Regions from separate parts of the Gossypium arboreum genome. Here region 1 is linked to region 2. Evidence: chromatin contacts called from public Hi-C data. All regions are on one chromosome and are shown on one strand. Each heading gives the region's core, a stretch centred on a gene start, on an enhancer-like site or on the middle of the called end of the contact. The rest is flanking DNA. Distances are from core to core; before and after follow the strand shown.

The links. A called contact is a pair of places that touch in the nucleus more often than the background predicts.
Region 1: a contact with region 2 is called in a Hi-C map of leaf, with 2.2 times the contacts expected there. The contact joins the promoter of LOC108467347 here to the promoter of LOC108466539 in region 2. A contact is called at or near these places in 2 of 5 Hi-C or Micro-C datasets (both in leaf).

The regions. Positions count from the first base shown.
Region 1 is chr2:38,553,386-38,558,414 of ASM2569848v2, reverse strand. LOC108467347 (thioredoxin reductase NTRC) reads left to right here and starts at 3,338. Exons shown (of 10, transcript XM_017767983.2): 1 at 3,338-3,716; 2 at 4,848-5,029. The coding sequence starts at 3,509.
Region 2 is chr2:38,149,202-38,153,690 of ASM2569848v2, reverse strand. It overlaps LOC108466539 (protein MIZU-KUSSEI 1), which reads right to left and starts at 1,459. Exons shown (of 1, transcript XM_017766903.2): 1 at 13-1,459. The coding sequence starts at 1,089. The coding sequence ends at 259.

The sequences.
Region 1 (5,029 bases), core at 2,089-4,588, 400 kb before region 2:
CCAAGGCCCTAGGGAAAACCATTAGTCCATACAAGCTTAAGGCAAAAATGTCTACCTTCTTCGCCTCAGCTGGATGTGTCTGGATCAGATCTTTCAAAGCTCCCCACGGAATGCACTTACTCTCACCCTTTTCCTTAATTCTAGCCATGATCCACTGCTCGTTCATCCCCGTAATGGTCATCAGCTTCTTACCAAAGGTTGGAGCACAAGCAGCTTGAGAATAAATCCTATCACACTGAAATCTAGGACACCGAAGTAAGGTTGTGTACTCCTCCACAGTAGGCACTAAATCTACCTTCCCAAAGGTAAAACAACTGTATGCTGGGTTCCAAAACTGAGCGAGAGCTCGAAACAAATGCTCATCAACCTGAATATCAAACAAATAGGGCAAATCTCCATAATTACCATAGAATGATTGCTTGGTCTCATTGCCCCACTGATCCCAAATTGCCTTAAGCTCCTGCAGATTATTCTGTGTAACACTGATACGAGTGTAGTCTGACAGCTCCGACATATATCCTACAGTTATGCTATCCCCTTTTCCTAGCTGAGTTTGCTCTGACCATCTATGGACGTTAGCGTTGCCCTCCACTCTATTAAGAAGTCCGTTCTCCATAATAAAACTTTCTAACTTAGAAACTGACCGTGAATCGATACCTTTTTAATGCGAAATGACATGCAATGAAAAAAGGAAACAGTCAGTATCACATAATATTAATAAACTCAAGAATGATATGTGAGGGTAATATCTAAAGTATAATTCTAACTAAGTTGAGCTCTTACGGTTTTTCTATATGAGGTTTTAGTTCTAAAGTTGAGGTACCTGAACCAGCAGATTCCTCGATTCTCACCCATTATAGGCTCATTTGAATCGAGTTCAGTTCAGGGGAATACATTTCCCTATGGCTACACGGAGATGAAAATCACACGAAACCATAAGTACGGATGTATCCCGAAAGTGATCCACTATCCTGCACGGAGGCGAAAACCTCACGAAGGCGTAGTTTCTCACTCCCACTTAAGGTTGTGACCACAACGGTCATGCAAATGCAATGCGTATCAGAATATATAACATATGCAATAATACAAACACATGTAATGCAAAGAGGATTCAATTTTAAAATTTTTCAAATTTTCGACATTAAGACAAAAGGTAATCAATTATACGGCTTGACTCTCTTATTAGTCCCCAATGGAGTCGCCAAGCTGTCGAAACCATTTTTAAATCATTTTTAAATCGAGTTTTGGAAAATGGGAATCGACTTTAAGAAAAACGAAAACGAGAGTCCCCACCAATCTTTTTAGGTGTGATTGGACCACCTTATAAAATGTTTTGTTTTAAAACATTAATTTTGGTCTACGAAAGTTGAGAAAACAGATTCGGGAGTCGGTTACGTACGAGGAAGGGTTAGCACCCTCGTAACGCCCAAAAATTGGTACCTAATTGATTATCAAGTGTCTTTAATGTCGGAAATTTGAAAGTTTTAAGATGCAAACCTCTTTTAATTAGAATGTCTCAATTTTGAAAACTAAGGCTTACTTATTTCAAACGAGTCAAAACATCACATCCAGTAAGTTAGGACGCAACATTTTAAAACCTTCGAAACTAAGCTCGTCTTTCGAAAATTTCTATCTCAAACAACAAAACGCCATATCCAAGAAGTTAGGACACTATGTTTTGAAATCTCGAAATAATTGTTTAAGTTTTGAAAACTCAAAATCACTTAGAAGGGTGCTTGACTATTCGAATTCAACGAGAAAAATCGCAACCCAGTAAGTTAGGGCACTACCCTTCTCGAAGTTTCTAAACATCAAGCATTGCCTTTTATTATTTTAAAAAAAAAACCTTGGAATATTATTTTAAATGACGTTTTATGATGACATATTAATGAATCATGAAGCATAAATGTACAAAATATTCTAACATTTCCATACAAACATAAATAATATCATTAAGACAAAACTAAATAACATGAACATACGTTTAATGAAAAAATTATACTAGGGTAAATATAAGATAATAAACAAATAGAAACATGAGTAAACTAAAAGAAAAACATAATACATGCAAAAATTATACAACAATATATATCATAAAATAGCACATAAAAGAAATAATTAAACATAGTATATAAAAAAATGAAACTATGCTCAAATAAGATAAATGACATACACTAAAAAATGAATAAATAGAACATTTACAAATTATAAAAATATAATGCAATAGTTCAAAATACATAAAATGATAATATAATATATATACATGCATAGAAAATATATATTTGAAAAAAACTATATAAAATGTTAAATATTATAATATATAAAATACATAATCAAATGTATAAAAGATAGGAATAAATATACATATTTGAAAAATGAAGAAATTAAAATAAAAAAAAGGGTTGAAAAACTAAGATAGACGAAGAATAAAATAAGAACAAACAACAGAGATTAAGAACGCAAGAGGGAGAGAAATTTGAGTGAATGCTCTAAAGAATTCTTATTATTTCCCAAAACTCAAGTGATTTACAATGAAGGGAGAGGCCTCTATTTAGAGTTGAGTCTCCCTAAATCTAACGGTACAGATCAATTACATCAACGGTTAAGATTAAAGGATATCTACAAATTAAATCTCTAAGATTACAAGATCATATCTTCAAGATTGCATATCATATCTTCAAGATTGCATATCATATCTAAGATTGCATATCATATCTAAGATTGTATCATATCTAAGATTGCATATCATATCTAAGATTATATTTCTGTATGAGTCAAGCTTATAGATAAACCTTAAATCTTTTCAAGTAATAGGCCATTTTGATTGGGCCAAATTATATGTTTGTAATTTTGTACTGAACTTGAATTTTTTTTTGAACTTATTTCTGGGCCTGGGTAAAATTGAGTGTCTACATTAAGATGACAAGAATTTGAGAGAAATTGAATGAAAAATTGAGAATAAAATAGTTGAGAGAATTGAGTGAATAAATGAATAGGATTGTGAGAATTGAATATATAGCAAATATAGAAAAAAAATTCTAGTTGTTTGAAAAAAAAACCACTAAAAATTAGCCTTTAAATTTTTTTTGACTGTTACAAAAAGTTATCGATGGACTTGTTTTCTATTTTTCACTCCAAAATTAAAATATTTCACAATTTAAAGAAAAACGACCTAATAGATAATTAAAAATTAAAATCAGCGTTTTTGCTAATTAACCCGAGTTTAAAAGTAGATAAAAAAATTGCAGAGAAATTTAGGGGTTTATTTTATTTTATTTTTTGTGAAGTACGCAAGGGAAATGCAAAACAGGAAGAATAAAATATAAATAGTGATAAATAATACGGGAAAAAAGAAGAAAAAGAAAAGGAAAAAAAAGTAGGGTCCTTATCTGGAAGGCATGAGGCTAGAGATAGATAACCTGGAACTCCTCTTCTTAAGACAAAACTGGCTTTGGTTTTGGGTTTGGTTTCTTTTTCTTACAATTATTTTTGTATGGTCTGAAATCCAATGGCTGTTTCTCCCAACATACGAATCAGTATCCCACTCCCTTCCACTCCTTCTACCTACCACCGTCTTCCTATGTCCACTCTCTCCTACCCTTTCTTCTTCTTCTACTCTTCCCCTCCACGCGCACTCCGTTTCCACTCTCCTCCCACGCGCCATCGCCCCCTCTCTCTCCGCCCCAAGGCCTCCGTCGAAACCCCGGCTGCTTCAGGTCTCTCTCACTTACTTCCCTTTTTTTTTTTCCTTCTGTATTCAAATGGTGACTCACTGCCAGCTTTATTTATGTATATATTTAGTTAGAATAATTGTATTGCCAAGTTTTTCTTTTTAAATTAATCCCATTTCAAGCTAGCATGAAAAACATTGCGGTTTTTCTTCTTCTTTTCAAATAAATTGTTAAGGAGCATGTGGCATTCTATGTGATTTTCATTCATCAAAACCGTTGATGGTTGTACTAAAATAAATATTTATCATTTAATTTTCATATATGATAATAGTTTTCTTTCCTTTTTGCAGCAATGTGAATACTGACTGAAACTGAAATATGCTGAGTGACGCATGCAGTAATTGATAAATAGAATCTTTTCTATTTATGTTGGTTGTTGCTTTTATTTTATTTTACTTTCCGTAAAACAATCAAGTGTTTGGATAAATGGAAATAATATATATATATTTAAAATTAAAACATTAATTTTGTGAATGGCAAAATACGTGATATTTAACTCTATGGGGAAAAATATGTATATTTGGATGTGTACCATTTACTTATTGTATATAAAATAAGTTGAATTTTTATGGTTGATGTCTTTGCTTTTTGCTTTAAGATTTTTTAATGAAAAGTGCAATAAGGAAAAAGAAAAACAACGCAAAAATTTTGGAATATATTTTTATGAATATTTAGTTCGTATATATAAACCACTCTGTATTGTAAATATATACTAAATGTTTTAATCGGCCCCAAAATCAAATAGCAAGGTTCGCCACCTGAAAAAAAAAAGAAATGAAAACGAAATATAAATAAATAAAAGCAAACAGACCATCCAGGGCCTAAGAAAGCGAAAAGCAATTAATGACACTAATAATCAAATAGAGTTTTAAGTTTACCACAAGTATAATTTGTGAAATTGCATCCATGTTATCAACTATTGGCATTATATTAATTGCAAAATTACTTCCTAATCTCATAATATTAATATCTATGGATATCATACAACATTTACTCATGTCATATTAACTTCTATTTGAGCTAGGTTATAGGCAGGTCCAGAGTTATGTTTTCCTTCATGTTTATAGCCAAGTTACATTGAGAGCATGAGTAATGCTTCTGTGTTTCTTCTTGCAGGTAAATTGGTTGAGAATGTGGTGATCATAGGCTCAGGTCCTGCTGGATATACAGCAGCAATATATGCAGCTCGTGCGAATTTGAAGCCTGTAGTGTTCGAGGGATATCAAGTTGGCGGTGTACCTGGTGGCCAGTTGATGACTACCACTGAAGTTGAGAACTTCCCTGGTTTTCCTGATGGA
Region 2 (4,489 bases), core at 210-2,709:
TCCAGCACCGAATTCCTAACATTATATTCTCTCCTTAAATTTATTAGTAAAGATTTCCTTTTTCTTTTCTAACATCCAAAAGACTGGAAATACATGTAGAGACCACATAATACATTATACATATACTTCCGTAGTATGAAAGCAAGATAAAATAGAACTGCACAATACAAAAGTCAAAAACCAAGCATTTCCAACTGGAAAATTATATATCCTAAAAAGAGAAATAAAAATCATGATCACAACAAGAGATAAGTTTGTTCATATTCTAAGAAGGAAAATGCTGAGTTCTGGACCTCCATTGTTATCAGGATTCAACATGTAAAAGGCTTCCGAGTCACGACTCCCCACCACTCGTTCGAACTTGGCCCTCATATACAACAACTCACCTTCACTCCCACCACTTTTAGCATCCTCAACCACCGGAATCACGCCAGCACCAACTGACACGCTTTGCACAGTACTCAACACGTGCCAATCCGACTCCGTGCATGTGCGCGTCACGGCATACCCACTCTTCCTCCCATTACAATACATACTCCACGTAGGCTCATGGAACAGTCTCCTGGTTCGACCCGGAGCCTTCTCACTCTCCAGCGCAATCCGGACTAAACCCGATGACATTTCTTTCACCAAACTAGCCGTTGACATGGCTAGTTCGAGGAGCAAAACCGGTTCGGAGCGAGGATCGTCCTGGACGGCGAAGCTGACGTGACCGCGGCGATGGCCAAAGAGAGTTCCGGTTATTTTACGGCCGAGGGAAGGGGTTATAGAGAGGTGAGTTGGGAGGGTCAACCATTTGCAAGAGGTGGGGATTATGTTGGGAAATGCTATGATTTTGAGAAGGGAACGAAGGAGGGAAGAGAACCTGGAATTAACATTATGGAAACGTTGTATGGAAGAACGTGGGGAAGATGATGAGGCGTTTCTAGGAACAAGGAGTTTGTCAGAGATTTCTTCGTTTTCAGGGATTGTAAATGAAGCTGATCTCGGAAACTTAGATGGGTTGATCTTATTTCTTGAACTTTTGCAGTTATAATTGTTGTAGTTGCTGCTTCTTTGAAAGGCAACCAGTTCTTGATGGTGTGTCATGGTTTTGGGTTGTTGTTGGTTTTTTTTTTATGAGTTAGATTGTAGAGTAGGCTATGGAGATTTTGATATGGGGAAAGTTATGAAGATTTTGATGGAAGTAGGGAAGAGAAAAGGAAAGAGGAGGTTGCTTCAGTTGTAGGCTATTGGGGTTTTTTTTTTTGGGGGAATTAGGGCGACATAAGTGATGATGAGTGTCGAGAGGGTGGCCAATGTAAAAGGGAAACTATGGCTGCTCGTGGACTGTGGCGCTGATGATGAGTTTTTTTTCCTTTTTCCTTTTTACCAACTTTCTTTTTTGCTTACACGCTTAGCCACACCCTATTATATATACACAGTATATGATTCTGATCATCATCACTGTTGTTTCCGCTTTCTATCCATACATCCATTAATCTCCATGGCGTTAGGAGTTAATCCGCGATTAAAAATTATTTTTATAAAATAAATTATATTATTACGAGAATATTTATTATTTATTTTATTTTTAATATATAATGAAATTTAAATTAAGGTTTTTGATTTTAAAATTTAAGTGGATGTGTCAAGAATTATTTTTAAAATAGTGAAACTATTTAAAAAAAACTTTATTGAATCATATATGCAAAAATAAAAATATATTTTGTTATTAATAGTATATCAAATATTATACTAATCTATATGTATTAAAAATACTATATAACTCAATAATCATGTGTGTTAATTTTTCAAATATTTTTCCTCCAATAAATTTTTGATCATGTATTCTTGTTGTCCTTCATCCTACCTGCATTGAATTTATGAGGAAATTGAAAGTAAATGTCATATTGTGCTTAAACTTTCAACGGATTTTTTATTTGAAAGAAATGGGAAAACAGGAGGTTTGTTTATCCCTCTTGATTTGAAGTGGTGGAATGCACACTCCATATGGCAGTTGAGAAGACTGAAGAGGCATAAAACATGTCTTTACCATGTTTTTAATGGACATACTGTGCCACGATTTTAAGTGTGTGAGAAAGGCAAGCCACTGACCATTCTGATCACCTCTTTGCTTGGTCAAATCTTGTTTCTTATTCTTGATCCAGAGGTATAAACTTTTGGTTTTTTCTCTTTTTCTTTTTTTAAAAAAAAAACTTGGACATGATGATTTTTTATGATATTTATCTAAGATGTATGGTCTCTATGTATATAATAATGCAACATATATACGAAAGCTCACACATGAAAAAAAGAATGATGGTTCATGATGCGTAAATGTATACATATAAGAAAATGGATTTAGCAAATATGTAAGAAAATTATTAAGGATGAACATCAACATGAAGGTCATTGCAAATAAAATTATTGCAGCCGGAGGCAATTTGTCCCATTCATTTGGAAACCTAAAACCCTTAATTGAAAACCATTAACATTTCACATTATAGTTAACTCTAAATTAGCACTTAATATTAAAAATAATTATATCTTGGCTTATAATTTTTTGAATTTCACGAGCAAAATTAATAAAGTGACATATTTTTAAAAATTATATATATAATTAAAAGGAAAAAAAAATCAAAGATTAACTCCAATTGATGTTGTCAATCGCCATCTATAATAGTTTTTGGCCGGTTCCAAACCATTCAGATGGACGACTAGGATTTGCCCAATAGATTATGCCACAGGACAATAAGGTTACCTTTCAAGACAACGACCATGAAATTTATTATTCTTAATTTTATCTACTTATTTATAATTATGTCAATTTCAATCACCAATTTCGAATCACCATCACCCTTTGCTTAATAATAGTGCGATTACGATTGAGAGAGCTTTTGAAAACAATATATAAGCATGAAATTATTTTATGTGAAAAGAATTTTTAAAATTTGAGTGTTATATAGGATATAATAAATTATTAAAATATATTTCAAAATTTTGAAATAAAAAAATTATATACTATCAATGTACAAATGTCCACTTTTATTTTATATAAGATAATAAGAAAAAAGCGCCAATTGGCGGATTAAATAAATTAAACAATATTGGATAAAATATATTGGTGGTGGAATCTGATAGGATCTCTTTTTAACCATTTATATTTTAAGATAAATAAAATATAAGAATTATTGGTAAGATGAGATAGGAAATGAAATTAATTGGAGGCACAAGAATGAAAGTCAAGAATAATATTGAAGGTGGTGTGCTTATATAATTAGTTAGGACTAAATCCAGTGGTCAGAAACGTGCATTGCTGATGTTTCCCAAAGGAGAAGATGGCAGGTGTTGTGCCACACAATTTATAATACACAAGAAAATTAATAAGCTAAATACGACGTAAGAATAAAAATCGTGCAGAATTCCAATTATTTATACTATTTATTAATTTAAGTTAATATTACTCATCAATCTGAGTCTTAATTCAGTTAATAGATTATTAAAAATTATTTTATTTGTTAATTATGTTAATGTTTTTGTCTTTTATATTTGTAGAAATCTTTAAAATTTATCCATAGTAAATTTTGAACCAAATATACCATACATATAAAACCTTTTATTTACCATTTGAACTAAATCAATTTTTATTTTTATACTGAAACTTTGATAAATATATTTTTATATTTATTTTTATATATTTGTGTATATTAATAATGTTGTTGCTTGAGTTAGTGTCACAAATTAACTCGATGTCAATTCATGATTGATGACAAAACATTGATAAACAATTGTGTTCATTTAGTATTAATAATTCAATGTATTTTTGTGTTTAAATTTCGTTTTACTTACAATTTAATCTAATATTTTATTTTAATATAGTACATATTTAATTTATTACTATTAATTAGTTCTAAACCATACTTTTTATTATTTATTGTATATTATTTTAAAACACACTTTTATATTTTAAATACATTATTTTCAAAAATTTCTAATTTATATAAAATATTGTTACTACCTAAAATTTATTATCTTTTATTTGAATCTTTAATTCATTCTTTTATTTTTAAAATACCAATAATATTTTTAAAGAAATAAGTTGAAGTTTAATTAATTAATTCAAATCCAACAAATTTAATGTTTAAACCATAAGATTTACAACATTCACTCTATTCTTGACATTTATAATTTCTTCATTGTTCATAAATCATTACTTATAAAAATTAGGGTGAGTTCGGTTAGATTAATTCAAGGTTTTTGGATTTTTCGAATCATGATAATTTAATTCGGTTGGGTTTTTATTTTCAGTTTTTATACTAATTTTGAATTTTAATTTTTAATCTCATCCCGACAAAATGAGTTTTATTTTATAGCTTTTGAACATTATTAAGTTTTAACATTTTTCCATAAATATTTCTAATTTTCCAAGTGAATAAAAATTAAACAATAATTCTTATATGATATTTTTTGAAAAATAATTTTATATAAAAATTAAGTTACTTTCACT